2 separate regions of the Sus scrofa genome follow, and region 2 is linked to region 1. The links are chromatin contacts, called in public Hi-C maps. All regions are on one chromosome and are shown on one strand. Each heading gives the region's core, a stretch centred on a gene start, on an enhancer-like site or on the middle of the called end of the contact. The rest is flanking DNA. Distances are from core to core; before and after follow the strand shown. Region 1 overlaps NRP1 (neuropilin-1). Region 2 overlaps PARD3 (partitioning defective 3 homolog).

What was found. A called contact is a pair of places that touch in the nucleus more often than the background predicts.
Region 2: a contact with region 1 is called in a Hi-C map of liver, with 4 times the contacts expected there. The contact joins two enhancer-like sites. A contact is called at or near these places in 2 of 47 Hi-C or Micro-C datasets (epiblast stem cells and liver) and 1 of 2 datasets of contacts at active chromatin or transcription factors (skeletal muscle).

The regions. Positions count from the first base shown.
Region 1 is chr10:56,396,432-56,401,492 of Sscrofa11.1, reverse strand. All of the region lies in intron 3 of NRP1 (neuropilin-1), which reads left to right. Among named protein-coding and RNA genes, the nearest start is that of NRP1, 32 kb to the left of the region's middle. Within about 2 kb of position 1,627, at least 36 of the 83 cell types and tissues checked have an H3K27ac peak or open chromatin away from gene starts, as enhancers often do. A contact at or near this core is called in liver, where this site is marked.
Region 2 is chr10:57,042,674-57,048,422 of Sscrofa11.1, reverse strand. The region is part of intron 23 of PARD3 (partitioning defective 3 homolog); the gene reads left to right. Among named protein-coding and RNA genes, the nearest start is that of PARD3, 550 kb to the left of the region's middle. Within about 2 kb of position 3,917, at least 3 of the 83 cell types and tissues checked have an H3K27ac peak or open chromatin away from gene starts, as enhancers often do. A contact at or near this core is called in liver, where this site is marked.

The sequences.
Region 1 (5,061 bases), core at 378-2,877:
GTTCCGTCATGTGATTTGGTTAAATCCCCCATTTATATCTTGATGGAAAAACAGATTCTCAAAATTTGGGGAAAAAAAATTTCATTTCTTCTTTTTCATCCCCAGGCCAGTATTTCTTCCCCAGGCCAGTATTTAGTTTAAAAAAAAACAAAAACAAAAACAAAACTGGGGGGAGGCACGTATATCATATGCCGGTATCACTAGTGAGGATCAGACACAGAATGATCAAGAATGCCTTGTTTGTTGTCCTTGGATGGGGTTACAGCGAATGGGGGAGGCAGGACTTATAAACAGATGATTTACTGTTTACGATGGTGAAGGCTATGGCCAACGGTTGAGGGCGGTGTTTTCTAAGTCGTTGCTCACTTCTGTTCTGTGTGGGCAGACTTTCATTTTCCTCTCATCACCTCCATCACATTTCACATTGACTTCTTCTTTATTAACCACCAGCCTCTGACTTAGAAGATCTGAAACTGAAACCCGACTTACATGTAGTGAAACCCTTTCACCTTGCCAAAGTTTGGCCTCATCCCTTCTCTACAGTATAATGATCACTGTCAGTTGGAAAGAAATAAGGTAGAGTTTAAACGTGGAGTTGAGCGTGGAAGGGAGAGGCCAACAATGGTCTCATCCTCCTCTGGGATTTGCAAGTTTGGAATCTTTCAGAAAATGGAGATTATCCAAATAAGGAGAAAGCAAATGAAACCAGGCAGTCTGGCAGTGCCCGCCGAGAGTCACAGAGAAGGGTGGATAAGAACTCAAAGCCCTCCTTTCCCTTGTCAGGTAATTAAAAAGAAGGAGCTTTCTAGATAAGACCAGTGCTGGAAAGCAGGTCTTTTAAAAATGTTTGTTTATTTGTTTGTTTTGGCACAGACTTTGATCTGTTGGCCCAACTTAGAAAAAAGATGCAGGATGGCTTGATTGGGCTTCCGTGGCATTTCACCCATAGACACTGAGGTTCACTGATGGTGTGATTAACTAGAAAGGAATGCAAAATATGCTGACTGCTGAGGGGCAGATTTTGCCCGAATTTGATAGATGCTGCTGAAATGATAGAGAGAAACTGAGCCGCCTTGGAGAAAGATCTCGTCAGCTTTGCTAACGGGAACTGTGGCTCTAAAGCAAGAAAGTTGACTCTAAGACAGGCATAACCAGAACTTTTACACATATCTCCAGCTAATGTCATTGGCTATGCTCCCTTTTCTCAAAAACAGTTTTAAAGTGGCCTCCAGCCACTTACTAACCATGGGGATAAAAGCAGCCTTTTTGTGTGGAGTGATGATTTCCAAATTTGGGGAGCTCCCCTGTCCCCCTTCCTTGCACTGAAGTCTGATCAGCTTGCCCTCCCTGGCTGTCAAGTAGCCGGGGCCATTGCGCAGAGGAGATATTTATGTTTCTCCAGCCCCTCCCTCCTCCTGAACAGACGGAGCAGCTGCAAATGTTTCTTCCTGCATTTTCTGTGTGGCCCTCGGACTTCTGGCAGGATGCCCGGCCCCTCTGCCATGGATGGCTAGCGATGTGCCCTCCATGAGGGCATCTGATCTCAAAGTGCTAATGGCTGAAAATTGGGGGGAAGTCCTTATCCCAGAGCCATCTTTTGATCAAGGAGGGGCCCTCCGCCTGAGAGGAAATCTTTCCTGTTTACAGACTGCTGGGGCTTTGAAAAGCCCTGGCAGGCCCTGGGCCAGGCTCCTTAGCTTTTACGCAAAGGGGCCAAACAGGATGAGACCAGGATGGAAACTGTATATCATAGGAACCCAGAGGGGCAGGAAGTCACAACATAAGAAGGAATTCTTGATTAAAAGTATAATTGGAAAGGTTTGTGCTGGGAGGAGGGGAGAGAATGGCACTAAAATATGTCTACCTTGTGTACATGTTTGTAGGGAAAAAAAACCCATTAGCCCACCTTTTCTTCAGTTCTGTTTCTCTTGTCATAATTATTCTCCACTTTGGAGAAATTGGAAGTATTTTTTCTACGTGAAGATTCTGTGCTAAGTGTGTTCGGGAGAAAAGACCACCAAACTTCATTCATCCTTCTCATTATTATTTTCTATGGAAGAAACTGAATCCTTTGTAGAATAAAGTATTCTGGAATTTATATTTAGGAGACCGAAGACAAGCGTGGGTAGAGGTCACAGTCGCTATTCACAATGCTTTTTTTCTACATGCTGTTCTCTAAGCGCGACATAGATGTGAACCTTTAAAAAATGACTAAAATTTTTTAAAGGAGTTTCCAGTGTGGCTCAGTGGGTTAAGAACCGGACATAGTGTTCATAATGATGTGGTTTGATCTCTGGCCTTGCTCAGTGGTTAAAGATCCGGCACTGGTGTGGCTGTGGCATAGGTCTGCAGCTGCAGCCTGATTAGAGCCCTAGCCGGGGAACTTCCATCTTCAGCTGTAAAAAGAAAATTGAAAAAAAAAAAAAAAAAAAAAGCGAGAAGAAAAGAAAATGGCTCAAAAATCTGACACTACTATGAAAGGTTCAGTTTTTCCTGCTGCAAAAACTGGGCGGTGGTGGTGGCTGGTGAAATCCCACTTGTGATGTGGGAGTCCCCGCCAAATGCTGCGCTCCTTTTCCAATCCCACTGCTGGCACCACTCAGCCCCCAAGCGACCCCTGGATCACACTAGACGGCTCTATATCCACACCCAGGGAGAGCGACTCACGATCCACAACTGCAGACACAAGTCAGTCGTAACAGGTTTTATCACTGTCCTCGTGTGCCAACCAGAGTCTAAATTGTCCTTACCAGATGCTCCCTGTTGCAGAAAATGTGTTCGTGCAGAATTCTGCATCAGCCACCTTGCTTCGTGCCCAGCAGGTGATATTTATGGGCTGTTTACAAGTTGCTCGCATATGGCATCCTAAGGAAGTTTGTAACTTTTATATGCCGTCATCCAGTTTATTTATTTTATGAAACCTGCTCCTCCAAAGGTCAGCCCTCTTCTGCCTAACTGCTAACTTCAGGCTGAAGGAAAGATCCTGAACGTAGTCTTAGGACAGGGGAGCTCAACAGGTTTTCCAGCCTACCTAGGTAGGGCTGCCGCGCATGCGTCCCTGACATGCGGACCCCAAGGGCGGAGCCCAAGTGGGAAGCAGGCAATGGCTCTTCCTAGTCCAGCCCTACTAGTCCTGCTTTTTTGCATGGAAATGTCGCCTGCCTTGGACTTGGCTCAGCTCACGTGGCGGAGGGACACGGCAGCAACCCTGAGGGAAGGCAGGTAGTCAGTATGGGACTCCAGGAGGCCCGGTGGCAGGTACCGCGCTTCTGAAATCCTCGCCGGCCACCGTCCAACGTGGGGCGTCAGGACGCATGCGCAGCTGAGGCAGTGCCCAAGCGGTCCCTGAGGGGAGTTCTTCCCGACACAGATGCTGTTCTGGAAGTTTCCAGGCCCGTCTCTCCAATCCGCCAGCCAGGTAGACTTGAAAAATGTGTAGAGATTTTATCAGTCAGGTCATTGAAAACAGGAGGAAGGCTTCTCTTGTCCTTTTCAAAGCTAAGCTCAAGGAGTGCCAGTGTTGCGTCTTTGGAAACGTTTCATAGCTCAGGGGGGAAGGGAAGTCGGGCCAAGTCTCATGGCCTCGGAGGGAGAGAAGGGCGCAGGCGCCTGGAGGGCTCTGGCCAGAGCAGGTGTCGGTAGGGTCAGCGTGTTTCCTCCCGACTGGGTAGGAGAGGGTCGCAAGCTCAGAGCGTGAACTTCTTCAAGTGATTTTTCCAGGTCACAGAGTTCATCTTTTCCCTTTTCAGGGATTTTCTGTACGTAAATAGAGCATTTAGCAACCAGGTCTTGGCGTAGGGAAACGGGCAGGAGCTACAGCCGCTCTCAAGGCCCCCCGGGACCCCTTTGTGAGTCTCAACCAAGCATATCCCTCTGAAGCAAAGGGCCTGTGGCCATTTTTTTTTAAATGTGGAACAAGTTTCTGTCTCAAATATCCTGAACTAAGCTTCCAGGGATGGCGCTCAGGCAAGGACCAGAGGCAGTTTTCTGAGCAGGACAGACTGAGGCTCCCATCTCAGCACCCATGCCTCTGACCCAAAGGCTGGTGTGCTGGGCGAGGCTGCAGGCCTGGTGGACCCCTGCGAGGAGAGCAAGTGGATGGGAAGGAAGGGCGGATCTGAGGGGGGAAGGGCAGGGTTGGTTTATGCTGTGGAAGGAGTGTGGCCGGCTTCCACAGCCCTCACCCAGGGTCAGCCACTTATTTTGTGTCCTTGGGCTTACTCAGTGGAACCTCATTAAGTCTCCTTGCTCTCAGCTAGAACGTGGACCTACAAATGGTACCTTGTGGGGTTATTGGCTGTAAAATGAGATTATGCAGGAAGAGTACCTAGTTAAGTTCCTGGCACAAGTCCGTGTGGATGAAGAGTAGGTAGTAGAAGTTGGAGTAGTATTTTGATTCGTGGGAAGAATATGGAATTTACATTCTGGCAATGTGCCAGCCTGGGCCTGTAGTGGTAACAGCTACAATTCATATGGTGTCACCGCATGGCTGGTGGTGGTAGATAGGATCTTTAGCCCTCACAAGCACCCCATGAGACATTAGCGTCCTCATTTTACCAAAGAGGAAGCTAAGTATAAAAAGGCTATAAGATCTGCCTAAGGGCACAGAACTTGAGGTGGCAGCCCAGGGTTTGAAGCTGGATCCTTCTGATGCCAAAACCACCACACAGCCTGTATGATGCCTGGCCAGATGCTCGGCTTGGGGACCTGGTGTTCCCTGACCACAGAGTCCCCATGAGCGTGACTGGTACGCGTGTGGTTATGTCCTGAGCAGTAAGTGAAAAGCACTTAGGCTCTTTGGAATTCCAGTTAGACCGTGAAGTGGGCCCTTCTCCTGTGAGGTTGAAAAGTCACAAGGCCTTTCTCGGGGTCAAGAGTGGCTATGAACACAGGGAAGCCACACGGAAGGGTGGAAGCTGACTGTGTACACACTCTTTCAGATCCATGAGACTCTTGAGTTGGGTAGTCAGCCCCCCCCCCACCGGAAGGCAGGACCACAGGAGGCCCCCCTGCCTCTCTGAGTGCCCAGCACCTGAGTCCTGGCCACCCTGGGTAGAGAGA
Region 2 (5,749 bases), core at 2,668-5,167, 640 kb before region 1:
GCTGCAAGCCGTGGTATAGATCACAGGTGGGACTCAGATCTGGCGTTGCTGTGGCTGTGGTGTAGACCTGCAGCTGCAGCTCTGATTTGACCCTAGCCTGGGAACTTCCATAGGGCAGGTGCAGCCCTAAAAGGAAGAAGAAGAAAAAAAAGATCATGCCTAAGTGAAACTGACATTCACTTTCCTTCAAGGGCTGGGAAGGGAAGAACTCAGGGACCATCAGCATCATTTGGTGCCTTTGGCCTTTTTTGTGCTGAACCACCAGCTGCTTTACCAGTTCTGTTCACAGTTCACCCGCTGTCTTTGTACCATCAGTGAAGAGGGCAAATGATGTCTGGGAATTATTATGAAATAGTTCTGGCCTTTGTAAAGTAGTGGATCCTTGGGAAGGGTCTTGGTGACCCAGGAGTCCCCAGACCACCCTTTGAGCGCCCTGGGTCAGAGGGTCAGGCAGAGATGCTAGGCTGCAGACTTAGTCAACACTGTTCCAGGAAGGAGGAGAGGGGTGACGTGGTCGGATTTGTACTTTAGAGTGGCCATGGTGGCCACAGAATGAGGCGTCTTCTGGGGAGGTGGGACACTGGAACTGGGCCTCACTGCCAAAATTAGCCGTGTTTTTTTGAGTTGCTGAGTGAATGTACAAGACAGAGTAAGGCTCCCATTTTTCAACACCTTGGAATGGTGTCTTTATGCAAATCACATTCAGGTGCCTGACTCAATTAGGTTGGGGGTACTTCTGGGTGTTCTTGTTTCTACTGTGTGGGTGTGACTTGGTGGATTAATCCTAGGCATAGACACCTATCTGTGTGTCTCCACTTGGATGGACGGCCACCGTTGGCTTGTCAGCCTCCCAGCTTGTCCCTTTCTCGCCCAATTTTGTGCTTTATCACCCGCAGTACATTTGTTGGGCTGTATGCATTCATCCGGTACCATATGTGGAAAATATTTATTGACCGTGGAAACCCCGACTCAGGGAGAGTGTGGGGGACTCATTACTCCATTACAAGGTCTAGGTCAATGCATATTCAGAAGTAATTCCCCACCATTCGCTCCGGCCAGCAGATGCTTGCCTAGGATTCCATTCAGAAGCCCTGCCTCTCTCTCTGTGGATCTCTTTAAAAATTCTAAGCCAAAGACAATGAATCTTCAAATACAGCCTGATTCCATTGTGATTGATCTGAGCCAATTTTTAAGGTAATTGATGGTATTGCCTTAGTTGAGTCTGTTAGTGCAAATAATTATTAATCAATAGGCTCTCAGCTCTTTCTTCAGAAGATAATCCTAACACATGATTTATTCTGAACATTTCAATTGAGCTACCTTTACAAGAGGAAAATCAATGAGCGAGTGGTCCTGAGCACTTTAATTATCTGCTGCTCCATCCACCTTTCCCAGCCATATTTACTCGGCTGTCCCAGTAAATATGGGCGACAGGAGGCTTCTTGTTGCCGTGGGAAAGGGATACTCTGCAGCTCATCTTTGATTGACTAAGTGGATTAAGGTGAATTAGGCAAATGCCTTTAAAAACCAAACCTGGTGGCTTCACTTTGGAGGGGATCGTTAGCCCTGCCCTGGCAAAGGAAGGGACACATTACTAATTTCCCTTCCGTTGGAAAGCAGGTACTGTTGTGGGTGCGACTGTCAAGGAAGTCAGTGTACCCTGAAAACGGGGAGACGGGGATCGCAGAAAGAGATGTTGGAGATGCTTTGTGGCTTCCCTAGGCTGAGGCTTTCCAACTTGGGGTTCTGTGTTTTGCCCTTTTGGGGCAGCGTCTTGATGAATGCTGTGGTTTGCTCGTTTGTTTTTCTTTGAGAGGCCATGTGGAGGAAAACGATCAGCACCAGCAGTGAGCCTGTTCCCAGGCAGAGCTTCCCAGGGCTTGTGGAGGGTACAGGAATGCGTGGGCCTGGGCCTGGGCCTTCCAGACTCGGTTCTAACAGATGGAAACATTCAATGACATTTGCCTGCATTGGCATCGTAGGAGCATCAGGCGCGCTGTTAGGCTTCTTGCCTGAGACCCTGCCCCTTGCTGCTCTTGTAGCATCTTTAAATGGCCAAATGTGCAAGGCCAGTCCTTTAAGTGCCTCCACTCCTGACCCCAGGCCCTCCCGGGGCACCGAAGCTCGAGCCCAGGGCTCCACATACCAATCGGCTGAATTCCAGCTCATTGTGGCAGCCGATGCGGGGCTATGTCTCCAGAAGGAAATGTTCTCACACCTTGAATGGACTTCATCCTCTCGGTGAAACAGTGGGAGAGAGCAAAGGAGGGTTCTGAGAGCGCTTGGGTTTTTTAGGGCTAATTCAATAGGCAGTTTTGGATCGTTCTAATTCAGTAGGCAGTTTTGGATCTTCTGGCTTGGAATTAGCCCTCTAGCGAAGCCTGGCTTCTGCCCACAGGAAGTCGCAGTCCTGCTGGGATGGGTTGGAGCAGAGGGGAGACATCTGGCGTTAAGGATCCAGGAGAGATGGGCCGGGCGGGGGCAGGCGGAGGCTGGACCCTAGCCGTCCAGTGAGGAAGTTGAGGGTGACGGGTCACACGGGCCCTTACCTACCCCCACCCCCCCACGAGCTGTTTTCTGGGGATGAAAACTCTAGGCTGACCAGAGGGAAACGGAGGCATCTGATCTGGGGCCCGTGCTGGTCTCTGGGCTGACTTCCTCCAGAATGAGACTCAGAGGAGCCAGGGGCGGCCAGGGGACCTCCACAGTCACTGCCGCAGGGAGGAAGTGACGGAGGGTCAGGAAGCGCGTGCGGACGCCTGTAACCCTGGGAAGCCTGTCTGATCCGGGCGCTGGCGGGAGGCTGGAAGGTCGAGTCTCCTCTCCGCGAACATTGCCCCCCACCCCAGCTCCGCCTGCATTTCTCCCCTCGTCTTCCTCCAGGCCCACAGTTGTCCGGCGAGGTACGGGTGACAGGCCGAGCCTTCTCCCCGTCCCCCTGGAGAAGGAGCTCCCCGGCCCACGTTCAGCTCAGGCACCGTGACCAGCTCTGCGCTCTCAGGCGTGTCTCCCACTCCTTGGAGGCGGAGTTTTCCCATCTGTCAAATGGGTATACTACTTGCCTTGTGGGGTTGTTGTGAGAGTTACGTGGGGGACATCTCAAAGCCCTTTCTAAACCGTGACACTCTATAGTACACAATATGTACGCACATGTGTGTGTGTAATACAACGCGTAAGATGTTATTTATTTATTTATTTTTTCAATCTTCGTTCCTCCTCACCTACTCCGGGGCCCATCCAGTTTCCCCATAACTGTTCCGGTTCTGAGATGAAGCCCTGAGCTCGTCTTGTCACCTTCTTATCTAAGTTCCTTAAGTGTCCTAGAGCTGGCATGTGAGAAAGAAAAATATCCTAAAATAAATGCCATGTCTGGGTTTATAGAGACGTTCAATAAAGATCCCGCAAATGAAGGCATTACTTAAAATGGTTGTTTTTTTTTTTTTCCATTCATGTTTTGGTTTTGTTTCTTTTTTACATATACAAGAAGACGCATTTAAAGCTTTTTCTCCTTCCTCTAATGTTGGGAGACCTATATGACAGCGTGCCCTAACTTTGCATAATACCAGTGACATGCTAGGAGAGAGTGTTTTTTTCAGCACGGAGGAATGGAATTCTCAATGACCAATAAACGTTGCCTAAGATATTTGCGGATCAGGACCCAGGGTAGTGCTTACATAACCTCCCAACGGTTTTCCCAGGTTTATAGTGAAAATAACAGGGATAGAGGCAGAAAGTACATGTGTAAACATGATACATCAATGGCTCCTCCAATCTATGTATCAAAATAAACCACAGGTCCAGGCCCTAAAAGTGATGGCCACGGTGTTGGTGGCCTGTTCTCCTTAATCCAGAGGAGGCGCTACGGCAGGTGACACACAGCACTTGTTTAAACAGGACAGAGGAAGCTTGCACAACCATCAAGGGCAGGAAGTGACAATAAATACTGCCCACAGTGGGAACAGCAGGAGACCTTGGGGTGAGCAGAATGTAATCACTCAAAGAGGAATTTGGCCAGGGCCTCCCCTGTCCACCAAGGGACACAGCGAACTTTCCAAAAAGCCGGGACCTCTGTCTTATCTCCTCCTGATGATGAGGAAGTGAGATGTGAAACCCCTTTCTGGAGGAGGGAATTTGCTTTTCATGATAAGTTCTGATCTCTTTTGCAGGCTTTGGAGCCTAAGAACTGAGGGTCCCCAAGCAGAGCCTGGAGAAAAAATAAAAAACTTAAAAACCCAAAGGCCTGGGCAGGTTGATGTGCAGGCGTCGGTGATTAGGGTTGTAAATCCACCACCCCTTTAACAGAGGAAGACCTAGTTCGGGGGCCTTGGTTTTCTTAGAAGGCTTGAATAAGTGCTCTGGGCCGTCTGCCCCTTTGGAAAAGAGACTAATGCTAATACTTTGCATTTATATAATACCCCTTGGCTTGTGGATCTACAAGCACTTTGCAAACATTAATTAATTCTCTAAACCCCCCCCTGCGAGCCAGGGGGCGTCTTCGGTAACTAATCACGGAGAGAAGCTTGCCAGACTGGGGACGCGGAGCTGGTCGGAGAACACCGCTGGCTTGGGAGCCGAGGAGTTTACGTGGAATTTTTATGCGAAAGAGCCACGAAGGTAGAATGTGGATCAGCCTGTGGGGGAAGTAAGCCTGGATATTCTGACCAGGGTTGAAGGTTTAGCCACGAAGAGTTGAGTTTCTCTCCTCTGATGGCAGGCATCTGTCACGAAATGTGCCATGTGGCTGTTTTGCCTCTTGCTGTTCCCTCTGTGTTGGCAAAGCTCTGCTGGTACTTGGTTTGAAACCCCAGAGTGAAGATCTGCCCAGGGTAGGAGGACAGGCAGCCAGAATGTACTGGAAAGTAGTATTTCTGTAGCTATTTTAATAGTCTGTTCAGAGAGTCATTTGTTCATTGATTTATTCCCTCAATCACTGCTTTATTTGACAAACACGGGTCTTTGAATTTTCACTTCCTATTAGACATTGGGATTATCCCCAAGGACTTAAATATGAGAAAAGCAGTTCCCGCCCCATAGTCTAGCAGCTCCGTGCTATTTTCTTTATTCTCCCCGTGTCAGGTGAGTATTTTTGTTTCCCTAGCTTGCTTATCTGGCAGAGATCATTGGAATGTTTTTGCAACTTGAGTGTAATTTACCAATAAACATTATGGACTTGAATTTCTTATGAGGAAGACACACTTTACATGGAAGAAAGCAGTGATGTCACATCAAAGATCCCATTTATGTGCAGTTAAATAGCACTGATTCTGGCCTCTTAGAAGGCGTGTTGGACGTTGTGAAAAATTCAGGTTTTCACTTTTTTTTAAAAAAGAAACAGTTTTTTAAAAGAAGTACAGTATGACCCTAGACCAGCAAAGCGCTGCCTTTGTGCTGAAGAGATAGGATTTGTTCATGAGCTTCTGCCCACATCCCCTAGAGCAGACGGGTACTTCTGAAATGTTTGAGAGCTGGGCATAGCTGTTGTTTCCTGTGATGGATTCCTATTGTGTTAGCGCTTTTCAAAATTCGAGTAATGGTACCACATTCCTTTATAGATTGGTGCTCAACCAACTTCAATCTGGGTTTTTCCAAGAGTGAGAACTAGCAGTGTATGAACTGCCAAGATGTATCTGGGTTCACCCACGTGTATGTCAGTACCATGGTACAAGGCAGACGAAATGGTTAAGTCATTGAGAGGGAGTTTAAATCATTTTTATGTTACTTTCAAGTTAACTGGTGTATAGGGAGAGAG